2 separate regions of the Zea mays genome follow, and region 1 is linked to region 2. A link is a contact called in public Hi-C data. All regions are on one chromosome and are shown on one strand. The core of a region is the stretch at or near the end of the contact, and the rest is flanking DNA. Distances in the headings are between cores, read along the strand shown. Region 1 holds the start of LOC100193750. Region 2 holds the start of LOC100286180 (ring zinc finger protein).

Region 1 (6,034 bases), core at 1,819-4,318, 590 kb after region 2:
CACTTTTAGTTCTTGTCTTTTACACGTACAAACAACAAAAAGAATCAATGAAAAATTACCGGGCCTCACAATATACAGAAAAGAATCACTCAATAAACCAACATCTCAGTATCAGTACAACATTTCGTCTGCCTCCGATCTGGTCCCTCCAGGCCCTGCCGCCTCCTCACCGGATGTGGCTTCTTGAGAATGACGAGAGCCCAATATCACGCACAGGAGTCTGAATAAGAGAACGCACCACCATGCAATCAGGTGTCAGGAATGCTGCTCCCATCAATTCATTCTCAACCTTACGAATTAAATGCCTACCTGTGTTCTAACTGATGGAAATATGTTCCAGAACCGTAGAGTTTCGTCACCTGCCCCTGTTACTATGGTCTGCAAATCACATCTCATCATATTAGCTGCTCTCCTCGATGAGATACATACTAGTTTCTCGGTTCATCATCATTAAATACAATGTACAAACTAACTGCAACCGGATTTTACCTGTCCATCAGGCGACGACGCGAGGTAAAGCACACGCATCGTATGTCCAGTTAGAGTTGCAACCTAATTTCACCCAAAACAATCGAATGGTCAGTGAAATTAGGTTCAAAGTATCTATCATCGCATATAAAGAAATTATATACAGCAAATGGTTTCCATTGCTTGCTTTTAACTTTCACTGTTGTTTTAAGCACTCCTGATTCAATGTATCTATCATCCTATACAAAGAAATTATCATATCTCAGAAGCAAGCCGAGCAGAGATTGTGTTCCACAGATTGGAGTGACTGTATAGATGTATCCCAAAGCATGCAGTGTATGTTAAGCTCACCTTTGACATGGATGGGTATTTCCACACCATGATCTGATTTTGGGAATATCCATGTGTGCTCACAAGCTCATTCACATTTTTGCACCAGGCAAGGTTGCAAACCTGCAACAGGAAGCAAACGATGAGGATAGATTTATAGAAGCACCACACAGCAGAGAGGTCAATAGTGGTCAGAACTACTACTTGCCTGGCTGCCTGTGTCAATTGAGTTCAGAACATTTCCGTTAGCCGTGTTCCAAAACCTGATGCATCTATCAGCTGTTCCACCTCCTGATGCTAGGAGTCCTTGCTGATGTGGTGACCACGCTATTGCTTTAACAGCAGCTGTATGTTCTGTCAACCGCAAAACTGGCTGTTGCGATCGTTGGTTCCAGACTAATAACTGGTTGTCATTTCCGCCTGAGGCAAGCTCGCGGTCGTCATGCGACCATTCGAGTCCACAAACCTAACAATTATGTTTGCACAAAACGTCTCAAGCTTCCAAACCCTCAGACAAAATGCTAATTTTTCTTTATTTTGCACAGCAATTGAAATATTTGCCAGGACGACATTTATGTCATGCAAAACTCACCTCTGATCTATGACCAGAAAACTTGCTGATATAGTCATTGGGGACACGGATGTCATGCTGCAGTATGTTCTTGTCCCTGCTACCCGACGACAAGATGCATGAGCTCCATGCTAATACCCCAGTCCTTGTTTGGTGACCTCCCATATTTCTAATCCGCTTACAGCGAGAACTATCCCAAATCTGTTTCAAGTATTAGGGTTACCTGTATGTCAGTACATCTTATTCATGGATTTCAGAAAGAATTTGAAATTGCCATGAAACCTGGCATCGTAGTTGCATGAATACAAATGAAGCAATTCCTTATGCGATGCCATATTAAGCTACCATATAGTTGAATAAAGCTCAGTTCCAAGTGTGACCTGTGATTAATTTTTTGGTTGAATTGCATTTGTGAAACAAGTGAAAATGTGAGAAATACATCAGTTCAGATTTTCAGATAACAAAACTGCATTAGTGAATAGATCATTTCCCATTTGGCACTAGTTAGGTTTGAGAACTGACTCATATTGCAGTAGCAACATGAAAATGGAGGGAGCGAAGCAAGGCATACCTGGACATCTCCAAGGCCGGTGCCAATGGAAAGATAAGAGCCTTCCCGTGACCAATGCACGGCGCATACGCTGTCCCTAGGCCCCAAATCGCAGAGCTTGGTGACCTGGATTTTGGTTGGTGGGTTAGGAGGCGTCATCGAATCCATCATTGTCACTGTCCTACCAGAGGTAGACGCAGGTATGCAGCAGTAATCTTGTTCGTATAGCTGAGACAGTACCTTGCTATTGGACGCGGACCAGAGGTAGACGCAGGTGCCGAGGCCGACGGCGAGCACGTTCTGCGAGGACCAGTCGACGAGGTTGAGATAGAAGTCGTCCTGCAGGGAGGGCGCGTCCAGGACCTGGCGTGCATAATACGGACGCGGCAGGGTTGATCAACAGAACTGCCCACGAAGTGTTTGTGGGATTGTCAAGTAGGAAGGAAGGAAGGGAAGAAATGAAGGCGCGTTGCCTACCTTATGCGGCGTTTTGGGGACCTTCCTGGGTGGCTTCTGCGGCGACGGCGCGTCTCCGGATCCCGCGGTGCAGTCATGGTGCGCGGCGGCAGCTTTAGCGAAGGGTGAGGTGGGAGCGGAGTGGTCTTTCTTGAAGCGGAAGAGGTTGGTGTTGGGCGAGGCGGAGGCTGCGGAGGTGGCGGTGGTGGGTTTGGGTGAATCGGGGCCAAAGAGCTCGGCGCGGAGGAGGCGGGAGTAGGGCGTGTCGTCCTTGGCTGGGGAGAGAGGGGAGTCGATTAGCGCGAAGTTCTGGAGGCGGGAGGAGGAGCGGCAGGGGATGAAACGGTCGCTGTAGGTGGTCTTGGATGGGGAGGGCGTCTTGGGAGGCTCGGCGAGTCGGCGGGAGGGGGACGGCATAGAGGGTCCCGCCCCCAGCCCCACGGGATCGAGGCGGAGCGCGGATGCCATGGACGGTGGCACGTTGAGGCGCGGCTTGGCGTCCGAGGCCGGCGCCGCCACCGCCATGGTGGATGAGATGGATTACTGGAGATGGTTACCTCAAGAATCCTTCCTCCGCGTCGCCTCCTTGGATCTCCCGATCCCGATCTCGATTTCGATCTCTCCTCGACGAACAAGGAAGGGCCTCGATCGAGGGAAGGCAGGGCAAGTGGGAAAGGAGGAGGACTCCACTGCAGGAGGGGAGCGGAAGAGAGGCAGCGGCAGCAACGGTCACTAGTCGCTTTGTCGGTCGGTGGACTAGCCGTTGGATGGAGTATGGGCCAATTCCACTGCGCGCCTGGGCCCATTTTTTTGCTGACTTCTCTTGCTTTTGCATATATATATATATATATATATATATATATATATATATATATATATATATATATATATATATATATATAAAACACGGGAAAATCCATTTTATCCCTCTAAAAATTTAATGTTAGTTTTTTTATTCCTCAACTATAAAATCCAAAACAGCTTCTTCATCGTCTCTTAAATTTAAACTGGACATGTCACCCTATGGCAGTTTTTCTCAAAAGTTTCTATTTTTCTTTATATTTATTTTATCTAAATCTTTAAAACCTATAGTAAATCTAATAGAAATCATAAAATAAAAAATATATAATTACACTAGAAGACTCTATATGGAAGAATACAATTGAGTTTTCTAATGAGAGGCAACACATCAGACAGGGATACAAAATTACAATACTTAGCGTCTTAAACTAGGACAGATTGTTGTCTCTGTGTTTACCATCGAGTTTGGCTTACGCCGAAACGCTTTAAACCCTCCTTCGGGTAACCCATAGTAGGATTAATGGTCATCAAACACTGAGAGGTGGCATTGCTAGATAGGGGCTTTCAACAAAAAGACGCGAAGGTCGATAGATTGTGTCAAGTTCATTGTAAATTTTAATAGATTTTAATCTCTATTCCAAATCAGACGCTGAAATGATTCAACTTGCATGAGTCCTACTCATACATGACCAAGTTTTTGAGTCACCTCCCAAGGCATTGATAGATGCGGTCCAAGTCTAGTTGGACTCCCTTTTGGACTCAAGAATACCACTTCAATCTACCACAAAGTGGTCACAAGACAAATTATTCACTCACTCTTGCACAAGAGGAGGGATACGAGCAACAAATCCCACTGATAGGCATCCAATGAGGCCTAGTTCTTACCACCAAGATAGATAGAAATATTATACACTATCCAAGACTTCGACTATTTAGTAACACTTCTACTTCTCGTGTAGTCTCTTTTAAGGATTAGCTATCATACCAAGCTAGAGTCACCACCTTATCCATCTTGATTATCGAGCCCTGCACTACCAATAGCATAGCAAGCTATGATCTTACAAATGTTGTTGGTTCATGCTACCCGATATACAACATGATATTGTCCCTACCACCCTGGGAGTAAACAATGGCTACACTATTGATTTGTCATACCACACCTTAGAGCATATAATGTCTATGTCGTTTGCTCCTGCTATCCGACACACAACAGTATGTTGTCCCTGCCACCCCCGTGGAGCATACAATGGCTATGTCGTTGGTTTCGGCTACCCGACATATATAGGATGTTGTCTCTGTCATCCTGGGAGCATACAATGACTACATCGTTGGTTTCTGCTACCCAACACACAATAGAATGTCTTCATGTAACCTCTAGATCGAAGCATACAATGTCTATGTTGTTGGTTCTTGCTACCTTGCACACAAAAGGATGTTGTCCATGACAATCCTAGGAGCATACAATGGCTCCACTATTGATTCCTGCTACTTGATATACAATAGGATTTTGTCCCTGCCACTAAGGACATATAACAACATTGCTCTTTTACTTCTTGTCCATGGATCTATGAGACAAAAAACACAATGTTGCTACTTCCTATTTCATAGATGAGTACAAGTTGTGATTAAAGGCATATAACAACATTGCTCTGTTACTTCTTATCCATCTACAACATACATAGCACAATGTTTCTAGTTCTTGTCTCTGTGATGAGTAAAAGTTGTGACTACCGACATATATCACAACATTGTTATTTCCTGTTGAAAGGATCAAGATGCCCAAGAGGGGGGGTTGAATTGGGCTTCTCTAATTTTTTATTTCACAAATTAAAACCTATACTCAAGCCTAACATCACCTCTTATGGCTAATTGGTTTCAAAAAATTTTGCACCCTAAGTTCTAATCCTATACTAGCATGAAAATTCTAGTAATGTAAATTCTTAAAAATGCTCAAAGTAAAGAGAGAATTAGGAACACATTGATGGTTTGTTGAGGTATCAAAGAATCAACATTCCCCACTAGTTCTAATTGGAGCACCTGCACAAGGGTGTCACTTTTTCTTGGCCCATGCAAGTACCAAGTGCTCTCTATGAGTTGGCTCTTTGCCTCTCCGACACGATGAACTGCTTACAACCGTGTAGTTGCTTGAGTTGGATCACACGCAAACTCTTCGGGTGATCACTACACTCTTGGTTGCCACAAAACCTTTAGGTGATGACAATCACCAAGAGTAGCAAGAACAATATTCTCACTCGACCCAATCAAGGCTAATGAGAAGAATGGGTGCACACTAGATACTCTCAACAAGCTTGATGCTACTAATCAAGTGAATATTAACTCTGAAGTCCCTCACTATATAAAGGCTCATTTTTCACACTCAAATGTGTTTCTTTAGCTATTAGAATGGGTGTAAGAGCAATCAACCTCTTGAGGTTTGGTGATTAATTGACAAAGAAAATAAAAGGATACTAATCAGTTTGCTCCTAGTGCATGTCTAGTTTAAAACATAAGAGGATGCACATGAAGCATAAAAGCTAAATGTACTGGGAACTATGCGATGAAGAATGAAGCATTTCCAAGTGATTCCTGGTGAAGATCCCCCATAATTTCTCCTTTATACTTAGTGGTACGAATCTCCGCTCGTTTAGATATTTTGCAAGGTAAGAATGGTTTGTACCAACTCATTCTATTCATTTCAAAATCTTTGTTTTGAAAAATCACGATGTTGCTTGTTGAATGGTTTTTTCCAAGTCTGATTTTTCTGTGAACCACATGGTTCAACCGGCCTGTAAGGGCGGTTGAACCAGTATTACACAAAAATATCTCTAGAAAATCTTGGTTCAACTAGTTTTTTAGGG
Region 2 (5,899 bases), core at 1,041-3,540:
GTGTTCTCCGGGGGTCCAGTCTGAAAGCACGCGTGCCTTGCGGTCGCGTTGAATTTTGGCAACTGGGCTTCTGTTAGTATTTCTCTATTTGCTTAATCAATGATAGATAGAAAATATCTTGGTGCACTTGTCATATAGAAAATGGAACACCGCACACTTGGCCATCGCATGACCTCACCTATCACCTCTGATAGGCGATCTGGTGATACGTGACCTGTGTGATGTGGAAAGGATAGAGATGGTAATGTACTCTAAATTTTACAATATAAAATTTAAGGATCGGATTAAGATCAGACACTATACATATTTATTTTTTAACTAAAATTAATATTAAAGGCTCGTAACAATTTGTGAAGCCTAGGAAAAAGGAAACACATCCTTTACATATATCTCCATGCGCATCATATTGCATGCATTCTGAATCTGTTCATGCTCCGGCCTTTATGACGCTGAATGCTGATGTCCCAGACTCACACCTATATATACTACAACACAAAATACACAACATATCATTGACTAACAAATCCAAAATTTAGTGGCTACTAACTCTGCTCATTCCCTCCCTTGTATAAAAAAACATCTACTTGTATTGCATCGGGCACCATTAATTAGTTGTTGTAATACTCCATCTTGCTTGGGCTTGATAATCATTTGGATCCTTGATTGATCCTCAAAGAATGACTGGAGTGGATTATTGCAGGTAATGAGGCTTGGTAATCATTTGGATCCTTGTTCCTCAAAGAATGACTGGGGTAATGAGCTGTCGGCTACCCTCCCGGAGCCACGAGCAATCCTGGACAAGGACAAGGACCTGATGGCCGAGGTGAGTCCCCTGAAGCTGTTGGAGGTAGCAGTAGTCTTGCTGTTGGCCACCAGCAGCCGGGTGATGGTGGCGCGGCAGAAGGGGCAGGCGGGTGGCTGCAGTGCCAGGGTCGTCGGGTTGGGCTTGCTGTGGCAGCACAGCGCCAGCGTGCACGCGGCGCACATCTGGTGCCCGCAGTCCTGCACCTCCATGGTGCACGCCTGCTCCAGGCAGATGCCGCACAGCTGCTCGTCGTCGTCGTCAAGGCCGCCGTCGTTGTTTGTTTTGGTTGTGGTGTCCGTGATGCGCTTCTCGCGCTCCCTGTTGGCTTCCATGAGAGCCCCCTCCAGGAGCACCTTGGCCTCCGGGCTGAGCTCGCTGATGAACTTGAGCGGGGACGGCCACACCATTGGTTCCGCCGCCGCCGGGTTCAGCAGCGCGGCGCACTCTCGGTGGCTGTGCTTGAGGGCCACCGCGTAGGCGATCCTCCCCGCCGAGTCCCTGTGGAGGCGGTCAGCGCCCCAGGCGAGGAGCTCCCGGACGCAGTCCAGGTTGCCGCGGCGTGCAGCCAGGTGCAACGCCGTGCTGCCGGGGAAGCCGTAGGAGGCTGTTGGGGCGGAGACGATGGCGCCGGCGTGGAGCAGGTGGCGGACGCACTGCGGCCGCCCCTGCCTTGCCGCCAGGTGCAGCGGCGTGGCGCCGTGCTCGTCCCTCACGTTCACGAAGCGCGCGAAGCCCCTGCAAGCCAAGCATGTCATGCTTGATGCATATGGATGAGGATGTCTTGGCTGGCGGCCATACCATGAGTCGGCCACCGGCGTGGTCTTGGCGGCCGAGAGGATGGCTTGGAGGCAGTGGGCATGGCCGTAGTAGGCCGCGTGGTGGAGGCATGTCCGCGCGTGTACCGAGTCGAACATGAGGATCTGAGCCAGCAAGCCGTCGTTCGTCAGTTGATGGCCATGATGAAGAGAAATAGTAAACTGATGATGATTACGTACATTTGCTCCGGCGTCTAGCAGGCTGAGCACGCAGTCCGTCCTGCCGTGCATGGCCGCCAGCATCAACGGGGTCTGCTTCTTCCGGTTCAGCACGTCCACGTTCCCGCCGGCGCCACCGTCATCGAACAACAACATGGAGAGCACCTGCCTCTCTGCCAGCTTGAGAAACACAACAGGAAAAATAAAGGAACAAGAAGCGATCGAACCTGCAGCTGGCCATTGGCGGCGGCGATGTGGAGCAGGGACAGACGGTCGTATATGGTGGTGGCGCGGCGGGCGAGCTCCGGGTCGACGGCGAGGAGGGCGTCCAGGTCGCCGTGCTGCACCGCGCGGAACAAGTCAGCGCCGTCGCGGCTGCAGCTGAGGACGTGGCCCATCGAGGAGGGGAGGTGGGTGGTGGTTTCCGGTGGGGAAGAAGAGAGTTAAGGCTCTTCTGTCTGCTGCTTTTAAAATCAATCACAAGAAAGATGCGTGCTGCTCTTGGATCTTTCCTTCCTTCTCTTTTCCAACATGGTAGGTGATCATTTTTTTTCTATCTCTAACAATTGGAACTCAATATATAAAATGATCAATACTCTCGTATGGGATCGACAGGTACACCACAGGGTACATTAATAACCTAATTAAAAATTCGCGGTTGTTAAGCCCGTCTAGGGCCTATATAAAGATTCTATTTGGTTTAAAAAATAAACTTACTTTATACAGTGTCACTCCACTTGACACTAGGGGTGATAATATGCTCTAAATTTTTAAGGATCATATTAAGATGGGCTATGTTTCTATTTATTTTTAACTAAAATTTAATTAAGGTCCTACTATTTTGCGAAAAATAATTTGGATTGCTATACCTTACCACCTCTACGTGCACGTTTCTTTCCGCGACGCCTATTTCAATCTGTACTAAAATTAACATAAGATGTCGGTGCACCATCCTAGTTGGCGCGTTTGATGGACGCGGCTTAGCTTAAGAACCATGTTTACTCAAATCTATCATCACGCGTGTACCTCCCGCGATCGAGATATTTTCTGCGTTCCTGCTGTTTAAAAAACTATAAGCGCGGTCCTGGTCCTGTTGACAGCTCTATTTCCAGAAAATTTAGGTGCTAGTAAACTGTGACACCTAAAAGGGAGTGAATTAAGACTTCTAAAAACTATCTCCATACTATGTCACAAATAAACGTCGCGTTCACTGCATTTCGCCCGAAAGCTCGATAGTGAAGACGGTGGGGAACGACCGAGAGCAGCCGAAAGCGGAGCACCACTTGCGCGTGGAGAATGCCCGCGGCTCTCTACAGAGTTACTCGTATATGGTGTTTGGCCCTCACGTGGGCTACCCTTTGCGTATGGGCACCAAAGAGGATTAGTTAGGACCTTGCATTGTCGAGATACCTCGGTAAAAAAACGACGTCGTCTATGAGAGTTTGTTTTCTCTACTAGCTTTTTAATCTTCAATATTTACTCTCTCTACTTAAGTTGCAATCTTTACTATTCTTAGTGTTAGTGTAGGTTATATAGGATTGGAACTTAGGTTGCATAACTCTTTTTTGCGGTACAGATAGCAATACATACACAAAACCTACTTTGCATAATCTAGTTAATTTATTTACATAGGTTTTGTTCTAGAGATTTATTTGTGGCCTAGTTTAGAGATAGTTTTTAAAAGTCCTAATTCACTCACCCCTGTTAGATGTTACTGTTACTACAAGTGGTATCAAAGCCCGGTTTGGCTCATTTGGAATGTTTTACCTTCGCCACTAATAGATTCGACGCTTTTAGAGAAAGAGGATGGATACCTATAGTCCACCACACTCCGACGACATTATTTTCCCTTATTATAGTGTTAGAATGACTTGTTATCGAGAAGCAGTTGTTCTAGGTGTTTGGAGAGTCACTCGCGACAGAATGAAACCATTTAAGAATCCCGATTAACTCACCGCGAGTGACAAAAAAGAAATTCATTTGAATGCTAGAGCCAAAAATTGCTTGTATGAATCTCTTAGCATAGAAATCTTCAATTGAGTATTTACTTTGAAAACTGCTAATGAGATTTGGCTAAAATTGCATGAGCTTTATGACCATACATGAAATGTTCGTGAGCAAAAACATTGTCTAGTCTTGAATGCGTACAATTCTTTTGCTATGAAAGAAAATCAGCTTGTTAGAGACATGTATTTATGTTTAAATCTTGTTATTAATGAGCTCAATTCTATTGACATGAATAAGCTAGATGATGCGAACATTGTGAGGAAGATCATCTCTCTATTACCTCAACAAAAATATGGGATCATCATCACCATTCTTCACAATTTGGAGGACTTGAGCCAAATGACCCCGACACTTGTGATTAGGAAGATTGTGGCATTTGAAATGTCATGCAAGATGGGTCAAGAGGAGGAGCCAACTTCTTCAAAGTCGTATGATTTTGCATTTGATGAACAAAAAAAGATAAAAGACAAGAAGAAGGCTCCAAGCTCAAGCTCCTCAAGTGAAGAAGAGGAGGAAGAAGATGATGGTGAAGAAGAAAACGATCAAGCCTCGACATCATACTCTACCGTACTAAACCATATGTACCCAGCTATAAATACACCAGTTACCCTCTCTCTCTCCACACCCTCAGCACCCCTGAGCCAAGGCAAAACCCCACCCACTTAGTTACCCTGCTCTACCGACTACACTTCTAGTGTTGGTTCACCTCCAATACACCCTTCGTGTGAGCATCTCTACTCCATCAACACAAACTCTACCCAAAACTATATTCACCCATCCACCACCATTCATGACCACTATAATGAATATTTGTTGATATACTTGCTAGTTTGTATGTTTGCTTGTTCATGACGCTGTTGGGGACTTGTTCTCAAATGCTATGAATTAAGAACAAGACAACATAAAATGTTAAAGTTTAAAGTCCTTCATCCTTCGAAGCATTATTTCCCTTAGGATATAATGATCTTCAAACGAAGGTCATGAAGGACATACCTTCATGATTGCAACATGTGTTAATGAAAGAAGAAGCATAAGAAATATAAGAGACAACATGAATAATTATATAACATTATTAAGATATTTTTATTATATGAACAAATATGAATAATATTGAATTACGTTTGTACCTTCGGCTTGATAGAAGGTGAAAAACCAGGCGATGTGCCAGTGAATACAAATCAGCGTGAACAGTACGGGGGTACTGTTCATCTATTTATAGGCACAGGGCGCACCCTGTGTGAAATTACATTCATACCCTTTACAATCGATTGCAATCATGACACAAACTATCATGGGTCAATCTGCCTTTTCATCTTTAAGTCGGTGCAACCCTTCGTCTCAAGGCGTGTCACTATGCCGAAGCTCCCTGGATGGCACCTTCGGCTTTGCTTCTGTGTTGTTCTTCCGAAGGTGTTTCTTCATACAGGACCTTCGGCGACGAAGCAGACCCCCAACAGTAGCCCCTTCATGGTGCTAGATCGTTTTTCATGACGAGCTCGACCCGTGAAAAATCTCTTAGGCTTCGGAATGCCGAAGGTCCGAAAAACACCTTTCCTGAGCTCGTTGTCGAGAAACGATTAAATATTCCGAGTGCAAGGTGGTCCGACCATACGACGGGTACGCGCAATCTGGTGATTCACCTTATCGCGCACTGTGGTCCACCGTTCAGTGGGTGCGGGCGACTGTTTAGAGTGTGCGAGCGGCTTGACGATTCACCTTCCCACCTGCAGGCTGCAACACTATATAAACAGATGGGTAGTTGTGAAGTTACCACAACATTTATAACTATTGCACTGTTGTGCTGCTGAAAAATTTGGCCATAGCTGAAGCTTATTCATCGCATTCTCAATCAAGACATCGCCTTGTTTTAGCTTCGTCATAAGAGGGAGCTTCAGTAAAATTGCAAAAAGTCATCATCTTCGTCAAAACCGCAAGGAATTTAGTATCAAATGGCCAGAGTGCGCTCAACAGCTAGAGTTACGCGCGACGGAGAAGAGGCAGAAGCTGCTGAGACTGCCCTAATCTCCGAAGTAATGAGGCAGTCGAGACTGGTTGTGACGGAGGGTGCCTCTGACGAAGGTGCACCTGCTGCCGAAGCTGAACATGCTGATAT

Evidence for each region. Hi-C and Micro-C count contacts between places; a contact is called where the count stands out from the background.
Region 1: a Hi-C map of endosperm shows a contact between it and region 2, with 3 times the contacts expected there. The contact joins the promoter of LOC100193750 here to the promoter of LOC100286180 in region 2. A contact is called at or near these places in 3 of 25 Hi-C or Micro-C datasets (ear, endosperm and leaf).

What each region holds. Positions count from the first base shown.
Region 1 is chr3:146,427,248-146,433,281 of Zm-B73-REFERENCE-NAM-5.0, forward strand. LOC100193750 reads right to left here and starts at 3,069. Exons shown (of 9, transcript NM_001138836.1): 1 at 2,397-3,069; 2 at 2,160-2,282; 3 at 1,941-2,045; 4 at 1,391-1,570; 5 at 1,007-1,264; 6 at 820-921; 7 at 490-552; 8 at 310-378; 9 at 1-220. The coding sequence starts at 2,900. The coding sequence ends at 86.
Region 2 is chr3:145,834,727-145,840,625 of Zm-B73-REFERENCE-NAM-5.0, forward strand. LOC100286180 (ring zinc finger protein) reads right to left here and starts at 2,291. Exons shown (of 4, transcript NM_001159068.2): 1 at 2,007-2,291; 2 at 1,801-1,944; 3 at 1,604-1,725; 4 at 287-1,540. The coding sequence starts at 2,177. The coding sequence ends at 718. It overlaps LOC103652245 (pectin acetylesterase 5), which reads left to right. Exons shown (of 11, transcript NM_001414178.1): 11 at 1-212.